7 separate regions of the Mus musculus genome follow, and all the other regions are linked to region 2. Evidence: chromatin contacts called from public HiCAR-type and promoter capture Hi-C data. All regions are on one chromosome and are shown on one strand. The core of a region is the stretch at or near the end of the contact, and the rest is flanking DNA. Distances in the headings are between cores, read along the strand shown. Region 1 overlaps Arid1b (AT rich interactive domain 1B (SWI-like)). Region 2 holds the start of Tfb1m (transcription factor B1, mitochondrial). Region 3 overlaps Arid1b (AT rich interactive domain 1B (SWI-like)). Region 4 overlaps Arid1b (AT rich interactive domain 1B (SWI-like)). Region 5 overlaps Arid1b (AT rich interactive domain 1B (SWI-like)). Region 6 overlaps Arid1b (AT rich interactive domain 1B (SWI-like)). Region 7 overlaps Arid1b (AT rich interactive domain 1B (SWI-like)).

Region 1 (2,700 bases), core at 60-2,559, 1.5 Mb after region 2:
AACATCTGGGTATATGCCCAGTAGAGGTAAATTGGCTGACCTTCAGCAGAAGGTGGACCTTGCACACTGGGGTGGTAGCGGAGAGACTAGAATGTTGGTGGAGGGCTCTTTAAAGGTAACAAGGAGGTCACCCCACTTTTGCTTTGGAGTCGTTCATGCTATTTAGCAGCTGTACAGACTGGCCCACTGGAAGCACTTGTCAGTCAGGAGACAGGGCTGGAGAGAGCAGGAGTCTGCTCAGCTAAGGAAAGGCATTGGCCTTTCTTGTTTGACCATACATTTATTAATCTTAAGTTGCATGAGAGTTAGGGCACACTCCATGAAGCTTGACAGAGTTAATTTTATGAAAATTAGAAGGTTCACCACTTTGTAAAATGGATAACAATGTTGTAGAATCACTGTCCTAAAGAGGTAGCATAGACTGGAAATACAAATGAGTGTAAGAATCTAAATCAGTTCATGGATAACAGAGTCATCCATGAACTGATCATTTACTTAATGAGAGTAAATAAAGGCTGCTCTGGACACATCCCTGACTCCTGGAAATCGAGGTTACCAGAGGCACTATTGTTTAGTTCCCACAGCCATAAAGAACATTCGCTCTGAAGAGCACTGGTCTGTGATCTGCTAAGGAGGAAGCAGTTGGACCTAGAGGAAGCTCTGAGAGATTCTGTTGGCCAGGAAGAACATAAAGAAACCAAGCAATAGAATGACACCTGCTCTTTCCTGTTTTTATCTGAAAACCTTCTATTGAGTGCGCCTAAAGTTTACTAACAAATTTGCCATTAAAAAAGGCTGTTGTAGCCGGTGGCACACGCCTTTAAGCCCAGCACTTGGGAGGCAGAGGCAGGCAGATTTCTGAGTTTGAGGCCAGCCTGGTCTACAGAGTGAGTTCCAGGACAGCCAGGGCTATACCGAGAAACCCTGTCTCTAGAAACCCTGTCTCGAAAAACCAAAAAAACAAAAAAGCTGCTGTAACAAAAGAACTTTTCATTGTTTCACAAATCAAAATGTAAATCTATGTTACTACAATGAAAAGCCTAAATTTCTTGGTGGGGGGTAGAAGGGTGCTGGTTTGCTAAATCATTCTAAAAAACGTGTTTGTTTTTGAGTCTGAATAAGCAGCAGTGTTTGTGGTGTAAGGTGAACGTGCTGGGAACCAGGGCACAGAAGAGGGGATGGAAGAGGGGGCAGAAGAGGGGACGGGGTCTACAGGGGCCTGAGGCACCTTTGAGCTCCAGCGCACCTCCGCCTTCTGGATCAAAGGCAAGGCCGTCCTTTGACCCTGCAATGATCCTGGAGCCCTGGAGTGCGTTGCCAACTCTTTCTTAGCCCCAGCTCACTTGCCGCCGCGCCCCACCCCCACCTCTGTGCGTGTGTGCTTGTGTGGTGGTTCTGTTCTTGAAGAGAGGTGGAGTAAGGTGGAACAAACTTGACTTGCGTGCATGTGTGCAGCGTGCATGCTGAACACAGTGCTTGTTTGTTGATGGCTTATTTTCAAGTATAAAGAACTAGTTGGAGGAAGCTCTGGAGTAGTTTCTCTTTAGCTGAGTTTGGGACAGGAGCGGGCTCTCTCTCCCTCCCTCTTTTAAATAAAAACATAGAGGAAAAAAAAGCACCTGTGTCCTTGAGTCTTCTCAGTTGGGGTTGGATTAAACCGCTTGGAAGGAAACACTTGCCCAGGTGAAGGCCCTTGCCTTCCTGCAGCCTCCTTTAGGGTGGGCTTGTTGGCCTCAGCACCCCCTCAGCTGCTTCAGCCCTGCATCAGCTGACGTGCTGAATGTCTTGCTGTTTTTCTCTTGCATGGGAAATATTCTGTGAATTTAAAAGCTAGCAGAATTAGCCTCAGCTGAGTGGAACTTAAGTTTTTTTGTTTTGTTTTGTTTTCCTGTGGGTTTTTTTTCAATTGTGTAGATTTTACCTGGAAGGACCTAAATCTAATGAAAAACAGATTGCAATGATTTCTGCTATTAAAGGTAAATTGCTACAGTGTTTGGGTTTTTGTTGTTGTTGTTGACTCTTAGCAGACAGCAGTTGTAAATAATCAGAAATGAATTGCATTTTTTTCTAGGGCCATGAAAAAGGTTTTTACAGGCTACGGGTTTGATAAGAGATTGTAGATAAGTAATTCGTTGTCTGTATGCACCTCCACACTTTCGTATTAAAACAGCATGATTTAGTTCTTGGAAGCTTGTTTCCCTAAGTCCCGGGTCAGGTGCATGGACAGGGCTCCTTATGACGTCTGTCGTGGGAACCAGTGTGCTTAGTGGCTCTGTCAGGTTTTGACTCCGTCTCCCTGCAGTGAGTCTGCTGATGTTGGACAGTTGGATTTCTGCATTTCCAACACGCAGAATTAAACGCCCAGCTGTGCAAATGTTTGCTTAGTTGGTTCATTTTTTTTCTTTAAGATAAATACCTAGAGACAGAATTCAAGGAAAAAAGATGTTGCTTCTATACACACTGTGACCTAGCTTAGAGACTTGCTTTTTTATTTGAATAGAAGTCATAATTATTTCAATATGCCCAGTTGCTCTGTATTTTTCTTATGTCAAGTAAAAACCTGTGAAACAACCATTAGGCACCTAGCTTGAATATGTTAAATATGTGTTTTAAAATAACTTATGGGTTAGTAAAAGTGTGCAGGCTACAGTTTCGATTCCTTTTCTCTATTAGATGTAGATGTGTAGTCTCATAAAATTT
Region 2 (2,700 bases), core at 183-2,682:
CCCCACCCTCACAAAGACTGAATAGAGAACCTAAGAATCTGGAACTTACTCCAGGGACACACATGAGAACATAGATAACAAATTGAATGGCTGGTGATGTAATTCAATTAACTGATAAGAGTGCTTGCCTAGCATGTGTGAAGCCCTGGGTTACACAGTCAGCAATCAGTAACTGAGCATGGTGGCATATGCTTTTCATTTCGGTTCTTGGGAGAAGGCAGGAGGGCCAGACACTCAATAACACCTGCCATGTAGTGAGCTTGAGGCCAGCCTTAGACATAGGAGACTGCATTTCAGCAGAGAATGGTGCTTATATTTAGCATGTGCTTATATTTAGCATGACTGGGAGAGGATGCTAGAACCAAAGAATCTAAAAGTAGGCATCCTAAGGTCCTTGTAGGCCTTTCTATCAAATAAGAGATGAGAAAACTTAAGTGGAGTTAACTGTTTTACCCAAATTCTACGGGTCGAATAAAGGCTCCAAAAACAAGAAATAAAAGTAACTTATGCTTTGTGGTCCATGCAATCAAAATTGATTTTGGGGACGGAGTGTGTGTATGACACACTTACCCTTTTAACTTGAGGGGGTTAACATGCTAAGTACTCCAACAGTCAGCTAGCACCTTTATTTGCAACAGATGGATCTTATTCTCAAGAGGAGAGCATTACTATGACATGGGTGGTAAGTAAACCAACAAACACCTGTGAAAACTCATCAAAACATGGGTGTCAAACTGGTGACCTTCACCCTATATAAGTTTAATCGCATAAAAGTAATTTTTAAAGAAGCCGGAGAATGTCAACTTATTAACTGCAAACTCAGGGCTGTTGTTGGGACGGTGGTCCCAGCATTGGCACAAGGTAGCTGTAGGCGCCGTTTGGTTAGTATGACTTTACAGAGCGAATCTCCAGTCCCTAGAGGGATCCCTAGACTTAAGTGAACGTTTATCCTATTTACTCTCTTGGTTTCGTTTTTGAAAGAGTCCATCTGTTTCTAACTGGCGGCAATCCTCCTGCCTCTGCTCCTCGAGTGCTGAGCTTACAGACGCGCTTTACTGAGCCGGGCTAACGAGAGGCAGGTTGGCGCATCATAAAGCGCGCGGGAAACATCTCCCGCCCGCAAAGCGGTCGACCAGTCGTCGCCCTAGCCCGCGAGGACCGGAGGAGCAGCGCTTGACTGACAGCCGCCCGCCCCAACCCGCTCCATCACCCGGCCGCGCCCACCACGGAGACCCGGGCGAACTGACGACTCAGCCACCTGTCAGCCTCAAGTCCAGGAGGAAATTCTGGGAAAGCTGTTTCACCGCTCGCAGTCCGAACAACTTAATGATCTCCCGAATGGTGGGCAACGGGGGAAGGCGGAAAGTGCCGAGCTTCCCCGAGGCAGCCATGAGAGACCCACATACACAGCCACGCGCAGCGGCTGGAAAGGTGCACGGCGCGCAGGGGGTGGGACCTTGGAGAAGACTGCCCGCCTCTGAGGCCACCTGGTTGGATGGAGAAACCTGCCGGAAATGACGAAACTGACAGGAAGTCTGTATGTACTGGGAGCTCAGGACGCGTCAGGCCGAAAGCGGTGCAGGTTGGGAGAGGAGAGGGGGCGGAGGCTAGGAGGCGTGGTCTTTGTAACCTCTGGGAGGCTCCGCAGGCCTTTGACATTCCAAAGGCTTGACTTTTGATTTGTAGCAGGAAAGATGGTGATTGGTTGCTTGCTGTTTGTAGACTGGTTACCGCCCCACCCCCGTAGGCTAGATACTTTTTATTTCTTCGCGTCCATTACTTCTTTCAGAACTTAGTTCCATAGAGAACTATAGGCTTATTTAAGGTAAGCCTGCTGAAAACCGAGTTTAAGACTTAGACTTTAGAGCAAATGGCTGAATGCCAGCCCGTTAACAGCACCCCAGCTTTAACCAATAGCAAGAGACCAACTGACTCAAGTAAAGCAAAAAGCTAACCGTAACCAACTAAACTGTGTCTCTAGATAATTTCTCTTTTCTTGTCATTGAACAATGTCCATTTTCTGGCCGGAGTTGTTTGAAAGAATTCCAAGGGCTGCCTAATTTTAGAATGGTGAATGAAAGCCATTCTGGGTCTTTAAATATGCTGTAATTTTGTCTCTTGAGCTAAGCACTTTAAACTTCGAGAAGTGTTTTTGATACCACTTGTTACTATTTCATATTCCCTTTTAAATCTCTCAGGTGTAGTCTTGCGAAACAGGACACATATTGCTAACTTCCGATTAAAACAGGATCAAGAAAGCCCTGCGAGGCCACGAATTTCGTAAAGCTGGAAGTTCACAGATTCCAGCTGTAGTCTAGTGCATGCGCGGTGGCTGCTGTTTTTAAGCAATGCCAGCAAGGTCAGCATCAGGACCACTCTTTTAGCCTTTGAAGCTTTTTCTAAAAGCTCATTCATGCTGCAAGCATTGTGGTCTCTCCACTGCTCTCAGAGTGAACCATAAAGGGGTTGCTCTTTTAAAAAGCTCAACTAAAAGAAATGTGTGCCAGGTCTCACAACTGAGTGGTTTGGAATTATTCGCTCACTAATTGTTACCATACAGATTCGGGTAGATTTTATTATTACGTAGTGGTGAAAGTGAGACTTGGGGCGGTTCAGCCACTTTCCCACACTTCAGAGTGGAAACGGAAGGCTTACTCATCAGGCAGGGAATCCAATGGAGAAAGGCTATTTGAGGGTTAA
Region 3 (2,700 bases), core at 162-2,661, 1.7 Mb after region 2:
GAATTGAACTCAGGACCTCTGGAAGAGCAGTCAGTGCTCCCAACCCCTGAGCCATCTCTCCAGCCCAAGAAAATCTTCTTCCTTTCTTTTCTTCTCTCTCTCGCTCTCTCTCTCTCTCTCACTCTCGCTCTCTCGCTCTTCCCCTCCCCCTCCCCCCCCCCTTAAATCATTATTTTGATTTTTGGTTTTGATTACTCGTTTTGGGGGTGTAAAAAGAGAAACTTAATAAAATTTACTTTTTAAAACATATGTGATTAGTAATATAATCTATAAGTTTTGTGAATAGACCCCCACATATAGTAATATTATATATATATATATATATATATATATATATATATATAATTTAAACTATGTTTTTGTGTTCTTAAAACCCAGGGTTACTGTTCCTCGTAAAATTCTGTGCTGAGATGTGACAAATTTACTTCGGCTAACGTTTGGTTCCTTCCACAGTACCCTCCAGGAAAACTGTATATTTTAAGTAGGGTTTCTATGTACTTGATTTTAGTCCTTCTAAAGAATTCCACAGAGCCAAAGGTGTAACTAGGAAGACTTGAGACTGGTCTAATGATATTTTTTTTAATTACTCATATTTGGAAAAATGTATCAAAATGTAAATGTAGTAGTTACTACACGTGACTCAAATCAAAAGAAAAGCTTAGAGCCGGGCATGGTGGCGCACGCCTTTAATCCCAGCTCTTGGGAGGCAGAGACAGGGGAATTTCCGAGTTCAAGGCCAGCCTGGTCTACAGAGTGAGTTCCAGGACAGCCAGGGCTACACAGAGAAACCCTGTCTCAAAAAAAAAAAAAAACAAAAACAAAAAAACCAAAAAAAAAACAAAAAAACAAAAAAAAGAAAAGCTTAGGGGGTTGGCTGCAGACAGGACCCGGACACAAACGGCCGACTCGTACTGGACTCGCATGGATGGGCTTTGACATCTAAATGAACTTCTAATGTCGGCATATACTGTTTTTCTTTAATTCCCCCACCCCCACCCCAGAACTTCTTGAGCTTTGATGGTATATTTTATAGCTCTAACCCTCTCTGTGAGTCTACAGTTATAAGATGAGGACTGTGGTCTGGCCAGCTGGCTGCTAGTTCCCCTGAAGCCCGAGTCCCTGCTTCCCAAACTCACCATCCTCAGCCTGTGCTCTCGCCTGCTCAGTGAAGCATCTGCTCAGTTCAGATGGCAGCCTCCGCACAGCGTGGTCATCAGACACTCCCTCAGCCAGCCGTGTTCGGCTTTCTCCTGCCTGGGCCTTCTAACGTGACCCTAGTTGATGCTCAGAAAGAGCAAGCACCATGCTCAAGGGACAAAGCCTGTTGCTGGGGTGCCATGCCTTCACTGCTGCGAACACTAGGGCAAGGTGTGGCTTCAGCTCTGATTGCAGTGCAGTTCGAACAGTGGCACCAGGCCAGCTGTTACAGAGTCCCTGTGATTCTGAACGTGCTAGGAGAATGCACAGTGTGGCCCAGGCAGGGAGGTGTTGAAGGGCTCTGACCTTTGACCTTTGAGGCCAAAAATCTCACCAGCAGGAGGAATGAAGATAGAAACTCTATGGGCATGTGGCTTTGGTGTTTCAGTAAGATGCTGACCAGAGGTGCCTTGGTAATGAAATGAGTCTCTCCAAAATCTAGACGTTTGTTCATCTGTCTGTCCCGTGTGCTGTCTACAGGACACAGGCGACTGTGCAGGTGGTGGCAACTGTGTGCAGATCAGCCTTTTAGGAGCAGAGGAGAAACCTGGCAGCTATATTTAGCTTTGGATGAAGAATCAACTAAGCTGGATCATTGCTTTTTTTTTTTCTACAGGGCTGATGTAGAAACACATTTGTGCACCTAGTGAATTCATCTGTAAATCTCTGTGGGCTGTAGAGAGTATGAGGTTTGTTAAGGATGGAGTTAACTTCTTAATGGGAACAGGTTAAAGAATGGTTTTGTCCGTTGCAGACATTTTTCTGGGACTAGCTGATGCGATGTTTAATTTCCATCAGTCACTTTGAACAGGGATGGGCTTAGGATGAGCAGCAAGACTCCTAGTGGCCCTTTATTCCTTAACCTCCCAGTGCTGCTGCAAGCTTGAGCAGCAGCCAGGAAGCCCCTGCTGGAGACAGATGGCTACAGCAGTACGGGGGTGGTGTGCCCATGGCTGCAGTGGTAGAGGGCTTGTGCCCGGGAGCTGTTGAAGACCAGCAATCCTGTTTCTGTCCTCATGGCTCCAGGCTCACAGAACATGTTCTAGTTCAAATGAGATAGCCTTGGCTTGAGGGAGAGAGGCTGCCGCCACTCACTTGGGTATGGTGCTTAATCAACATCTGCACAACCGATCACACCAGAGTCCGTCCTTTCCAAGAGAGTTAGTTCTGTGGGCAGCGCATCAAGAGGAAGTGTGTTCCTGGCAGGGCACTTGAGTTCCTAATTACCAGATTCCTGGCTTAATTGCAATTACCTGGACACCCATACAGGGTGAACTTTTGGAAAAGAATATAATTAGTGAAGCAGGAACTTTGCTGCCAGCTCCCTGTCTAGATACCAACACTAAACAGCCTGATGTCTGTGCCTGTGCAGACTGCCTGCCAGCACTAGAGCCCTTCCTTAAAGTCTGGGAGCACATCACAAACAGCGATACTACTGCAGGGTGCTCAGGTTTTGTGTACAGGGGTGTGTGTGTGTGTGTGTGTGTGTGTGTGTGTGTGTTA
Region 4 (2,700 bases), core at 121-2,620, 1.5 Mb after region 2:
GGCTAGCCTGTTCTACATGGTGAGCTCTAGGACAACCGGGACTAGAGAGATCCTGTATTAGATCCCCTCCCTGAAAGAAAGAAGCGTGTGTGTGTGTGTGTGTGTGTGTGTGTGTGTGTGTGTGTGACAGATGTGGAAGATGGAAGGATTAATACACAGGTAATGTGACTGAAGAATCCTTTTCTCTTAAAAAATCAGCATGGAAGTACATTCTAGAACTCTGATAGAGTCACTAGCTCTGTGAGGCTATTTAGACCAAAGGCTCACTTCTCTAGTTGCAGTGGACATGTGTGTAGCCCAAATGTAGCGCAGATCTAGAATTCTCTGGTCATTGTAGAAAGTCCTGGATGCAGTACTATGGAGTGTTTAATTACATCTTGCAGTATATATGGAACTTTAGACATTTAGTGCCGTGTTCTGATTCTGAGTGCAGAGGTCAGTTCCTTTCATGGATAATCAGGTTAGGATGTTGAATGACTTCTGAAGCCCCTCCCATTTTTTTTTCCTTTTTTCTTTTTTGAGATAGGATCTCTGTGAGTAGCTTTGGCAGAACTCTGTGTATAAATCATGCTGGCTTTGAACTTTTTGTGATCCCCCTGCCTCTGCCTCCCAAGTGCTGGAGTTACAGGCATGTGCACCCTGCCTGGCTTGAAGCTGTTTTTGATAATTTCAGCATTATACATGTATTTATCTCACATTTTAAGAGTTGAGTAAAGATAGTGTTATTGCAAGAGAATTCTATTAGAAGCCTCTGCAGTGGTCCGTGGGAAGGATGGCAGGAATGGATGCTTGCACTGGGCTCACCCCCTCCCTCTCTCCTTCGGTCTCTCTGTGTCTCCGTCTCTCTCCATCTCTCTGTCTCTGTCTTTCAACAGGGTCTCACTATGTAACCCTGGATATCCTGGAACTAGACCAGGCTGGCCTTGAAGAACTCATTTAGAGTTCCACCTGCCTCTGCCTATGTGCACTGGGATTAAAGGTGTGTGCTACCACCACCAGACATTTTTTGTCTCCCTCGTTCCCTCCTTCCTTCTCTCTCTTTTTCGTAGTCCAAGCTGTCTTTGAACCTGCAACATAGACCAGGCTGGCTTCAAGCCCACAGAGACCTTCCTGCCTTTGCCTCCCGAGTGCTGGGTGTAAAGGCAGACACTGCCGTGTCCAGCAAGAACTTCCTTTTCTCGTCCAACTGCCCAGCCTGACCAGCTGGTCTTCCCATGCTGAGCTGGAGCTCTGCGCTTGCGCAGTGCGCCTCCTCCTCCTCACTGGCCTCTACTTTTCCTCTCTGCCGTTTGGAAACCAGCTCTGGAAGGGACTCCTGTTGATTTCACTTCCTGGCCTCTGGAAATCCGTGCGTGCGAGGCTAGCTTGCTTCTGCTCTCTTCCTGCGTACCGCAAGGACAGCACCTCATTTCTATCTGTGCCACCGTTTGAACTTTAACCCCTGGCTGAGTGCTTGCAATAGTTTGTGCATTTGGAAAAAAAAAGTTATTGAGTTCTCACAGTTGACTGAAATGCTTTACCTTTTCATGTCACATGAGACAGGAGACAAATCGTCAGAAGGCTGGAGCCCGTGTCCGTGTGGCGCGTGAGTTTAGCTGGCTAGTGATATGCTGGTCCTGTGAGCCCTGCTTTGTTCTCTCCCGTCCTGGGCTTTCACAGCACCCAATGCAGAAGCTCAGGTGGTGGAGAAATCACAGCCTTTCCTGGAGCACTAGGTTACCTTGTTGCCTAGCGAGCGAGTGCCGATGCGAGCGAGTGCCGATGGGAAGTATCTCAAGATACGGATTGGAAGGAATGGACTTTCCCTTTGCTAACATTGAACTTCACGCCATCAGGAGATGAAGCAAGAATACATTTTCTTAGTGTCTGTGAAAGCTTGGTTATGTGTAAAGGGTGGCAGTTTGTGCCCAACTGCTCCTCTGTTACTGGGTGTGGATGCTCTGCTTGGAAGGCACTCTGCTTGTTAGGATTTACTTAGTCCTTTGAATAACAATGCTTGAACTTGACAAGAATGAAGCATTTAAGTTTCCTTACAGTTGGCTCTTACTGAGTAGCCCAAATGGGCCTGCGATTGATTCCCATGGCCCAAGTGGCTTTGAACTTTTTTCTAGGTGTTGCAACATCCCTGAACATGTCCAATTCAAGACATAGTTTTTTAAACACTTAAAAAAATTGCTTCTATTTGTGTGTATTGGTGTTTTGCCTGCATACATGTCTGTGTACCGTATGTGTGCCTGGTATCTGTTGCAGGCAGAAGAGGGTACTGGGGCCTCTGGAACTGGAGTTACGGATGGTTGTGAGCCATCATGTGGGTACTGGGAATTGAGACCTAGTCCTCTGTAAGAGTAGCCAGTGCTCTTAACTGCTGAGCCATCTCATTAGCCCTGACTTAAAAATATTTTTAAACATAGCAAATGTTAATTTGAGAATTGAGGATACTTCATATTTTTTGTATTCTCCGTTTTTCATTTTGAAGCTTCTGTCTAGGTTCCGAGGGTAGGATTTCTTAACATACAGCAAACAGAAGTTTATAGATCGCCCGGCCCTCCAGGCCCTTTCATCGCAAGCACAGGGCGTAGGAGGCTGAGATAGCTGCTCCCTGAGGAGCATGGGGAGAGGTGTTCTAGAAAGGAAACAGTATTTATGTATTGGCCTTGTTTTTCTGTGGTTAAAAATAAGCCAGGGCTTATTTTTATGCTT
Region 5 (2,822 bases), core at 96-2,595, 1.6 Mb after region 2:
CAAAGGCCTATTCATCACTACCCACGATTCTGTGTTTGGTTTCCCTCTGCAGCCTGACTGCAGACCCGAGTTTGCCTATCTGTTGACTGCCTTCTTGGCTGCACCACAATGTGTAGCACTGTAAAATACCTGACCATGTGTTCCTTGCACCCCGACGGAGCCTGCGTTCATTTCACTACTGTCCTAACCACAAATGAAGGAAGGTAGTAATTTACTGAACCCAGAAACATCTGAAAATTCCTTAACCTCATAGCCTGTGCAGGTAGTACAACTTGGTACCATTTGGAGGACTGAAAAGGAAGAAAAGGCTAGAGGGCTGGAAGGAGGGCAAATAATGTCAGAAAAAAAAAGTGAACTTTTAATCAAAAAATCTCAAAATTTTAAAAATTTGAAATAAAGTTGAAAAATACTGAAGCATATTCCTGTGAAAATCATCTGTAGGAGAACAAATGGGGTGAAAAATTTGAACATTCACTGATGAAGAATTTGCCCAAAGCAATTTGTATGATTGCCCATTTTAGGTAAATTTACTAAGTATCACCTTTTCTAGTAACACAAATCCTAACATTTCAAGTGTACAAATGATTTAATTCATAGTATGTCAGCATGCCTGCTTGCCTTTGACCCTGCTGGTACTATACAGACTAGATATGGCTGAATGAGAAGTACCACATTGCAGAGCCTAGGTGAGCTGCGTCAACATGACAACAGTAACAGCATTTAAAATCATGTGTTCATTTCTTTAAATATCTGTAACATTATCCAAAAGTTTCATATATAGCACTTGGTTGTGACAAAAAATAGTAATGGTGAATTGGTGCTTTTGTTTTTGCTAAGCTCTCAGATTACTTAATTTTCTTCCAAAAAGTAATGACTTGGGATTTGTGGCTATACGTGACACACATATATAACCATAATGGGATTGTTTAGAGAATTTGACCATTCAACCCGGTAAGCATAAGGGAGCGCTCAGCAGGGCCTTGGGTTGGATACCTGGGCCTGCAGCTTGCCTGGCTGCCTAATGGCAGCCCTGAGAAGCCTAACCTGCGGGGCACCCTAAGTCTCACTGTCTGTTTTCACGTTCCCTATCCTGGAAACGTGTGCGTGGGGTTTCTTTGTTTTCCTAGCGCAGTGTGTCCCACAGCTCGCGGGCCAGTGAGTGACTAGGCACTCCTCCAGGGAGGAAGAGGGGAAGCAGCGACTGCGCAGCCGCGGGTGGGGAGCTCCCGGCAGGCACCGCGGTGGGAGGCCTGGCCATCGAGCCACGGTCGGGGCTGTGCAGGCCCCACCCCAGAGGGCTCACTCCCAAAGTTTCTGCTGACGCAGCCGCGCTCCCGGCGGTGCTCCCAGTTTCTCCGAAACCCTCCCGCGCCCTCTGCCTGTCCCTGGAGAGGAGTGCCGAGGCGAGGGCCGAGCGGCTGCCCTGTATCCCTGCTGGAGCCGTCCGCCCCTGAGGAAAGGGCCCTCCCCCACTGTAGCGGGGCCGGTTGAAACTTGCTTTGCAGAAAGAGACAAAGTTGTAGACTCCCAAAACCCAGAGTCTGGGAGGATCAAACAACACCCCCCCTTCCCCCTCCCGTAGGCTGGGCCATGGGGAGACCAGAAGGCCGCTGGAAAGTAGGGTGGGGTGGAGTGATGGGGTGGGGCCAGTGGGGCAGGCAGTGGGTGGGGCGCCAGGGGGCGGGCCTTAGGCCTAAGCTGTGCACCAAGACAGGCGAGATGGAGGGCAAGAGTGGCTGGAGCGGAGGGTAGGGCCAAAGGCAAAGACCCTAACTACATTTGTGCAGTACCAGTTGGAACCAAGTGCAAGGTTCCTTGATGGGAAAACTAATTCATAGCATTTTTAAATCCCAGAAAAAGCCTAAGCTTTTGTAGCGTCTCATCTCCTGTCTGTACCTTCTTAAATTAAAAAAAAAAAAAGTTATTTTATGCTACTGGGTGTTTTGCCTGCTTGCATGTCTGTGCACAGCGGCTGTTCCTGGTACCCATGGAGGCCAGAAGAGGGCATCATCAGATCTCTTGAAACTGGGATTACATATGACCTGGGAGTTGAACCTACAAGCAGCAGGGTTTGTTATCCACTGAGACAACTTTCTAGCCTCTACTACGTTAGTAAATGCTAAGAGGATTTGGGGGGAAAGACATTTCTGGAGAATAAGACTAATCTGTCTAGAAGACCTAAGGCCACTGTCTGCTCTCTGTTGCTCACCTTCTATGGTATAGCAGTGTAACCTTAGACCTTTCAAGTAACCTGCATGACACATACAAGAAGTTAGTCGACATACATATACCAGACTTAGAGGACTAATCAGCCAGAGCCTCTAGTTGATAAATTATTTCCACTGTGATCTGTAGCCTGAATGGTTTTTAAAGTCAATGCAGTTGGTACTATGAAGAGTGAATTATTGATAATCATTAACATGACGGATATTTCCTGACCCAGTAGCTTAATTTTGGAAATTTGACACTTAAAGTTTGTTACAAAGGTTATTAAAGAGACTCTGAGCAACAAGTGTTTTGCAGAATACATTTTGTTTGGGCTTATGCCTCATATTTACTATGCACGTGCATGGTATTTTAACACAAGTATGTTTATGATGTGTATACAATTAATATTCTATTAGGAAAGATTGTTATAGTATGGACATTGCTAACCTTGATTACTGCTGCTCACTGCTGCCATTTGACAAAGTTTAAGCTAAATAAAATCCAGTTGATTTGGACATTTTGTAAAGAGAGGTGAATTGCATGCCGGGGTATACTACTACACTTTATCCTTAAAAAAAAACCACCTAGACGCAAATCGCTTATCATGCACGTGT
Region 6 (2,939 bases), core at 336-2,835, 1.6 Mb after region 2:
TTTCAGTTATCAGTGTTTAACACAGAGACCCCATGAAGATCTGGGGAAGATTACAGAGGAAATGAACATGACTGTCTTTGAAGTGGACAAACCCCTGTTCTCATTTTTAGTGGCAGCCTCTGGTGTCCTTGGTGTCCTGGGCAGCTCAGCTCTGCTTTTCTGTTCAGCTAAAGACCTAAGGTACATACAACAGTCGGATGTGAAAGGTACCATAAAGACATTTCACCCTCCAGATGCTGTATTTAATACAAAGTGCGATCCGACGCTCTAACCTAATGCTCAAAGTCTTTTTCTCTATGGAAGTGTATGAAAGCGGCTTGGGTGAATTTTCTTGCAGCTGTCCGTTACTGCTTTTTGCTTGAGAATTAGAAAGAAATGTGTTTATTTTGTATGGATCAGTGGGCACCTTTAATGGCAAGAAGCTTGCTGTGACAAAGGACCGGGTCTCCTGTGAGGTTTGTATTCAGGCTGTGCTTCTGGAAGGACTTGAGTTGACCTAAAGTCACACATTCCTATGTAAAGAAAAGCTGTTCTAAGACATTACAATTTGTTGGGGGTGGGGTAGGATGGAAAAACAAACGAGCCCGGATAATGATGTGACCGCAAATGGAGGTCCAGTTTAAGGCTGCGTCCCAGCTACCATGGTAAAGAGAGAAATTCAAGGTTATATAATTTTTAATATAAAGGCAAAATTCGTTATATCTTAGGGAACTTCACCTTCTATGATTTTGTAGAAGGAAATGTTCTATAAAGAAACATAAAATGATCCTGAGAAAATAATGAAACTGATATGGAAATAGAGGCCTGTTCTGTGCAGTAAGAGCCGTGATCCCATATTATTTGGAAGCTTATAGGGGTCTTGAATGAGACCTTCCGGCCCACGTGAGTGGACAGGGTCCTGAGTGAGGCCTTAAGTCCCGCCCACGTGATGGACAGTTGAAGTCCCGCCCACGTGATGGACAGTTGAAGTCCCGCCCACGTGATGGACAGTTGAAGGGTTTTCTAGAACTCGATTGACTTGTTTAACTGTCAAAATTATAAATCTAGCAATTGTGTTCAAAGGAGTGGTTTATTGAGCCCATTTTTATATTTCATGGAAACTTTTAAAATAGTTCCCTTAATCATAAGCATGTAGCAGAATAAAAACTCAATATAAAACTTAATAACATAGCTAAATTGCAAGTAGTTTTATAATCTTTTTCTTTTGAGATAGGTGTGCAGGTGACGTTTTCCTTTGTCATTTGAAACTTCGGGTTTGTGTTTTCATGGGAGAAATTGGCTTTTCCATTAGTTATGAAATTGGGGGGGAATGTGATGGCTGGGACTTTGGGTGCTGGCCCTGTTCTGGTGACTTGCGGCCACCGTCTGGTGCATGTCACCCACTGGTGAGATGTGAATTCAGTCTCTCATGAACCTCTAGACTCGGGCTCACTGTCAGGTGTGAGCTTCTGAGAACAGGAGGCCTGTCTGTCTGTCTGTCTGTCCAGCACTTCCTGAGGAGGGACTTGCTGGCCTGACTCCTCTGTCTCCACCCCAGGAGAGGTCAGGGGAAGCAGCTTGGGCCTCCAGGTAGACTTTAGTCACAGCTCTTGACCCTGTAAAGAGAGGGTCTGGGTGCCTGCCAAGGAGCCAGCAGGGACAAAGGACAGCAGCCCTGATGTGAAACTGTCTCTCCTTCTCCTGGGTAGGAAGCTTGGGCTGCCTCTCAGGTCCATGAAAGGGGTGACTCTGCCGTTCCTGCTTCTATAAGAAACTAACTCTTAGGCTTATAACTAGTCAGCAGAAAGTGAGTTCACGCTACATTGTGTTTATTCCTGCAGACAGTAATATAATAATTGATCTGTCTTTGTTTGTGGCCTACCTTCATTATCTTGTTCCTAACTTCAAGTAGAAGAAAATCATATATATAAAACTTTTCAGGATGACATTAACTCCAGCAAGAGTCTCCTGAATTTCCACAACCACACTTGTCCAGAACTTGGTGAGTTTTCAACTCTGAGATCTTGATCAGCTGTGTTACTGCTGGGCAGCCTTACTCATTTGCAGTGTTTTTAAGAAGCTCACAACTTACACATCTGTGATTGGTGGTTGTAAGAAAAGCCGGGGCGGGGCGGGGGGGGGGGGGCGGCAGGCAGGTGTCCTTCCAAGCTCAGTGCAGGAGGACGTGGGCCCAGCTCCTGTGAAACAGTCATAAGCATTCAGTTTAGCAGTCATGGGGGTGGTTTTGCAAGTCCTCTGAACAAACATGCAGACCCTTAGTCACTCCTACTCTGTCTGAGAAAACCATGGTGGAAGAAACTATTTGCATTTTCTCCTGGGAGCAAGGAAGAAGCAAGAAGTCTGTGTCATGCTATTGAGGTTCCTTCCTGTTTACTTTTGGTTTTACTCCCAGCATCCCCTGGTGTTGCTTGACTAAGGCAAGTCTTCCCCCAGGAATATGAGACCGTGGTACAGTCCGCTTCATAACGTTCCTGGGTATTTTTATAATTTATCATCAGCTGACACTGCCTGGGTAGAATATTCTTACCACTCCCTCTGGCTGCTGGAAGTCTGAAATTACATCTTTGTCTTTGAAGTCAGGCATACTGTTAGCGTTGCCATGGTGACAGGGTGGGTAATGGCCTAGGCAGACAGGAGATTGGTGCTTAGCATTTAAACGCTGCTGTACACAAGGCCTTGCTTTTTAGAGCTGTTACTGAAGTCTACCCTTTTAGTAAATGTTTAAAAATTACATTTTTACATGGTCTTACTAGATTAATAGTCATGGTTTATTTCGTTTTAACTGCAAGGATAAAAGCATTATTCCGTTAAATGGGTAGCTTCCCCCTCTCTTTTGGTTTATGCATTATTAACACGGGCTTCTCCTGTTTTGCTTGTAACATTTTATAGGCTTTTTAAACACAGAGTCAGATTTGCTCTGTTGCTCCTTTAGTTTTCGG
Region 7 (2,700 bases), core at 79-2,578, 1.5 Mb after region 2:
AGAGTAGCCAATCGCTCTGCTTGTTTGTTATTATATTGCTGAAAACTTTATAAACACAAGTAATTTAGAAGGATCACATTTCTCTTTATTTTTAAATTAAAAACTTTCCTGATTTAGTCCAGGTTGACCTCAAACTGAGGCTCCTCCTGCCTCACCCACCTGAGTGCCAGACGTTCCACTCTGCCTGGTTTAAGTTGCTCATTGTATAAAATGAAGCTTTTCTAACCCCCCTTTTCATTCTAAAGAATGTTCGTAGATAAAGAAGCTACTTCCAGAATTTCAAATAAGCCAGAACAATGTGCCAAGTCTGCAGTAGAAATGAAAGCGAAGCTGTAGTTAATGCCGCTGTGCAGTAGGCAAGGGCTCAGATGCAGCCATTCGAAGCCTCCTGCAGGGTTTGATGTTCATGAGTGGTCTCGCTGGCCTTCACAGCACAAGTAGAGAGCTGGCAGGAGCCTTGTGTTGTTAGCATGTCTTATGTTTCCAGCAAGACCATCAATATGGTATTCTGTGCTCTGATGGTGAGACACGTGGGGTACAGTTCTCCACAGCACAGCACACAGGCATTAGTTAGTACACTGAGTAGTCTTCCTGGGAATTTAGGGCATCCTGAAACATCCACAGAACACTTTGTTCCTCTCTGCAAATAGAGTTGGTCTCTAGACTTAAACAGTTAGCTTTTGTGTTGGTATTTGTAGCTTGTGTGTTGGGAGGGGGTGGGGGGGGGTTCAGGCAGGATTGAGTCAGGGCCCCACACATGCAAGGCAAGCTTTGTACTAATTGGCCGTTTTCCTCATCTGCTTTTTACTCTTTGTTTTTCAGTTGCCCAGTGTGGCCTTGACCTCACTTTGGGGCTTAGGTAAGCCTTGAACTTTCAGTCTTGCTGCTTCAGCCTCCAAGTAGCAAGTCTAGGCCTTTGGGCTTGGCTGTGTTTTTAGGTTACGCGTGAATGCTGGGACTTTTTGAGGTAGCGTGGGCTGTGATGTGGATCCGTGGCTACTCCAGCTTTTCCTGCACAGCACCACAGGCCTCAGTGCCCTTCTGTGGTAGTAGCTCTTCTTCACCATCTGTCTGTGCATGTGATGTGTGATGTGGATCAGGGTTAGCACACTGCCACTGCAGAGGACAGCCTTTGGAGACTGGCAGCCGTGGTGGCAGCCATTTTTCCTGGGGACCTTTCGCCAGCCCTCATCGCACATCTTTACCTTTGTGACAAGCAGTTGCTCACCTGGCATCTTGCCATTTTCTTAGCTTTGGGGAAATCAAGTTCATAGACAGTTTGCCTTACACTGTAAAACATTAACAATCAGGCCAGTCCCTGTGTGTAGCTAAGGATAGCAGGCATTGGCACACACTTATTATTTCCCCAGTTAAAGCTGTGGGAGACTGAAAACTCTGTTACCAGCAAGGGGGCCACAGAGTGAGCTCGGGTGTCAGGGCTAGCTCAAGGCCCAGGCAGCCTGCCTCTATGTGAGCTGGCAGCACAAGCAGTCCTCAGGGAAGCCAGCCACCGCAGGGAACTGTTCTGGGGAACTTACTCTTTGAAGTGTTCACCAGGGAGGGACTTGGGGAGAGGGACCATGGTGGTGGTGTATGCAAACAGATTGTCTAACTGCAAAGAGAAGTTGCTCCAAACACTGTAGAACTGTTGCAAGTGCCTTCTGTCTGATCATGCATTCCGAATTAACATGTAATACTTCACAACACTGTGGCAGGGCAGTGGCGTAGCAGATTAGGGGCTTGGCATGCCTGTCTGTCCTGTAATGGAGGGCTTGGGAGTACCTCTGGCCAGCCCTCTGCATTTCCTTCCTCCTTAACTAGCTGGACTCAGTACATCTTCATAATCTCTGGAAATCCTCTCAGATGCTCTACTCCCTTAGAAACCCACTCCTAAACCAGGAGCCTCCCTGCTCCTATCCTCTCAGAGCAGGACCAGGAGGAGGCCTGGTGGTCTTTTCACTTCTGATCACTAAAGATAATCCCTGCCGAGACTCTGCACCTCCTCAGGTTACCTCACTTACCCTTCAGTGTTCACATCCTAAACCTTCATCTCCTAGGCCATGCTGCTATCTAGTTCATGGAGGGGTGAGATGCTGCAGCCCATAGACACAAAGGTTGCTGCTGCCCTCCATAGTGCCTCACAGGAGACCCCACCCTCCCCCATGGCACACATATACCTGCCTTTCCCTTCTCTTCCTCAAGCACTGCTTTCTCTTTCTGTTGCTTCTGTGGGCGTCAGAACACGCTGGCACTCTTCTCACCCGCTATCTTGTCTTTCCTCTATGGCCCATTACCACTTGAATTTACCTCACTAGATAAGACATTTATTTCACTACTTGCTGAAACAGCTCTCTCCGTGTGGTTTTTGTGCCTCTTCTGTTTAAATTGGCAGGTAAAATTGTAAGTATCATCCCGTATAGCAGGATGCTCTGAAAGTATGCAGACATTAGGGGTGACTGAACCCAGCTAATTATGGTGTGCACTGCTCACATGATTTTTGTGGTTGGAATACTTCTAATCCACTTTTAGCAGTTTTCCTTCACAGTCTATTGTTAACCACAGTCACCTTGTGGCACAGTGGGTCCCCTGCATGCATTTTTCCAGTGTCCTTTGCCCAGTACCTCCATCCCAGCCTAGGTTCTGACAAGCAGGAGTGTGTTGTCTGCTCTGTGTGCTTCCTCCCTGGAGTCCACACCAGCC

What was found. Promoter capture Hi-C pulls out the DNA fragments that hold promoters and counts their contacts. HiCAR-type assays count read pairs that join an accessible place to other places.
Region 1: a promoter capture Hi-C map of pre-B cells shows a contact between it and region 2, with 5 times the contacts expected there. The contact joins the enhancer-like site here to the promoter of Tfb1m in region 2. A contact is called at or near these places in 6 of 39 promoter capture datasets (the C10 cell line, embryonic stem cells, hippocampal neurons and 3 more) and 2 of 115 datasets of contacts at active chromatin or transcription factors (astrocytes and cardiomyocytes).
Region 3: a promoter capture Hi-C map of liver shows a contact between it and region 2, with 4 times the contacts expected there. The contact joins the enhancer-like site here to the promoter of Tfb1m in region 2. A contact is called at or near these places in 8 of 39 promoter capture datasets (the 3T3-L1 cell line, the C10 cell line, embryonic stem cells and 4 more), 5 of 484 Hi-C or Micro-C datasets (the C10 cell line, cerebral cortex, cortical neurons and 2 more) and 2 of 115 datasets of contacts at active chromatin or transcription factors (embryonic forebrain and large pre-B cells).
Region 4: a contact with region 2 is called in a promoter capture Hi-C map of liver, with 3 times the contacts expected there. The contact joins the enhancer-like site here to the promoter of Tfb1m in region 2. A contact is called at or near these places in 2 of 39 promoter capture datasets (the 3T3-L1 cell line and liver), 3 of 484 Hi-C or Micro-C datasets (CD4 T cells, cortical neurons and cranial neural crest) and 1 of 115 datasets of contacts at active chromatin or transcription factors (embryonic stem cells).
Region 5: a promoter capture Hi-C map of pre-B cells shows a contact between it and region 2, with 7 times the contacts expected there. The contact joins the enhancer-like site here to the promoter of Tfb1m in region 2. A contact is called at or near these places in 10 of 39 promoter capture datasets (the 3T3-L1 cell line, 3T3-L1-derived adipocytes, the C10 cell line and 5 more), 9 of 484 Hi-C or Micro-C datasets (the C10 cell line, adipose-derived mesenchymal stem cells, cardiomyocytes and 5 more), 4 of 115 datasets of contacts at active chromatin or transcription factors (astrocytes, cardiomyocytes, pro-B cells and 1 more) and 2 of 9 other capture datasets (adipose tissue and liver).
Region 6: a contact with region 2 is called in a promoter capture Hi-C map of pre-B cells, with 5 times the contacts expected there. The contact joins the enhancer-like site here to the promoter of Tfb1m in region 2. A contact is called at or near these places in 9 of 39 promoter capture datasets (the 3T3-L1 cell line, 3T3-L1-derived adipocytes, the C10 cell line and 5 more), 1 of 484 Hi-C or Micro-C datasets (cortical neurons) and 4 of 115 datasets of contacts at active chromatin or transcription factors (embryonic forebrain, fibro-adipogenic progenitors, kidney and 1 more).
Region 7: a contact with region 2 is called in a HiCAR-type map of astrocytes, with 4 times the contacts expected there. The contact joins the enhancer-like site here to the promoter of Tfb1m in region 2. A contact is called at or near these places in 6 of 39 promoter capture datasets (the 3T3-L1 cell line, the C10 cell line, embryonic stem cells and 3 more) and 2 of 115 datasets of contacts at active chromatin or transcription factors (astrocytes and large pre-B cells).

Annotation. Positions count from the first base shown.
Region 1 is chr17:5,088,367-5,091,066 of GRCm38.p6, forward strand. All of the region lies in intron 2 of Arid1b (AT rich interactive domain 1B (SWI-like)), which reads left to right. Among named protein-coding and RNA genes, the nearest start is that of Arid1b, 95 kb to the left of the region's middle. Within about 2 kb of position 1,310, at least 66 of the 459 cell types and tissues checked have an H3K27ac peak or open chromatin away from gene starts, as enhancers often do. A contact at or near this core is called in embryonic stem cells, liver, pre-B cells and 1 more, where this site is marked.
Region 2 is chr17:3,556,323-3,559,022 of GRCm38.p6, forward strand. It overlaps Tfb1m (transcription factor B1, mitochondrial), which reads right to left and starts at 1,433. Exons shown (of 7, transcript NM_146074.3): 1 at 1,259-1,433. The coding sequence starts at 1,391. 1700102H20Rik (RIKEN cDNA 1700102H20 gene) reads left to right here and starts at 1,502. Exons shown (of 2, transcript NR_045303.1): 1 at 1,502-1,582.
Region 3 is chr17:5,215,935-5,218,634 of GRCm38.p6, forward strand. All of the region lies in intron 4 of Arid1b (AT rich interactive domain 1B (SWI-like)), which reads left to right. Gm34854 (a long non-coding RNA gene) reads right to left here. Exons shown (of 3, transcript XR_876354.3): 1 at 1-2,700. Among named protein-coding and RNA genes, the nearest start is that of Gm34854, 7.0 kb to the right of the region's middle. Within about 2 kb of position 1,412, at least 48 of the 459 cell types and tissues checked have an H3K27ac peak or open chromatin away from gene starts, as enhancers often do. A contact at or near this core is called in cerebral cortex and liver, where this site is marked.
Region 4 is chr17:5,013,146-5,015,845 of GRCm38.p6, forward strand. The region is part of intron 1 of Arid1b (AT rich interactive domain 1B (SWI-like)); the gene reads left to right. Among named protein-coding and RNA genes, the nearest start is that of Arid1b, 19 kb to the left of the region's middle. Within about 2 kb of position 1,371, at least 13 of the 459 cell types and tissues checked have an H3K27ac peak or open chromatin away from gene starts, as enhancers often do. A contact at or near this core is called in liver, where this site is marked.
Region 5 is chr17:5,188,611-5,191,432 of GRCm38.p6, forward strand. The region is part of intron 4 of Arid1b (AT rich interactive domain 1B (SWI-like)); the gene reads left to right. Among named protein-coding and RNA genes, the nearest start is that of Gm34854, 34 kb to the right of the region's middle. Within about 2 kb of position 1,346, at least 412 of the 459 cell types and tissues checked have an H3K27ac peak or open chromatin away from gene starts, as enhancers often do. A contact at or near this core is called in 3T3-L1-derived adipocytes, adipose tissue, astrocytes and 11 more, where this site is marked.
Region 6 is chr17:5,136,531-5,139,469 of GRCm38.p6, forward strand. The region is part of intron 4 of Arid1b (AT rich interactive domain 1B (SWI-like)); the gene reads left to right. Among named protein-coding and RNA genes, the nearest start is that of Gm34854, 86 kb to the right of the region's middle. Within about 2 kb of position 1,586, at least 239 of the 459 cell types and tissues checked have an H3K27ac peak or open chromatin away from gene starts, as enhancers often do. A contact at or near this core is called in cortical neurons, embryonic stem cells, kidney and 3 more, where this site is marked.
Region 7 is chr17:5,105,498-5,108,197 of GRCm38.p6, forward strand. The region is part of intron 3 of Arid1b (AT rich interactive domain 1B (SWI-like)); the gene reads left to right. Among named protein-coding and RNA genes, the nearest start is that of Arid1b, 110 kb to the left of the region's middle. Within about 2 kb of position 1,329, at least 47 of the 459 cell types and tissues checked have an H3K27ac peak or open chromatin away from gene starts, as enhancers often do. A contact at or near this core is called in astrocytes and liver, where this site is marked.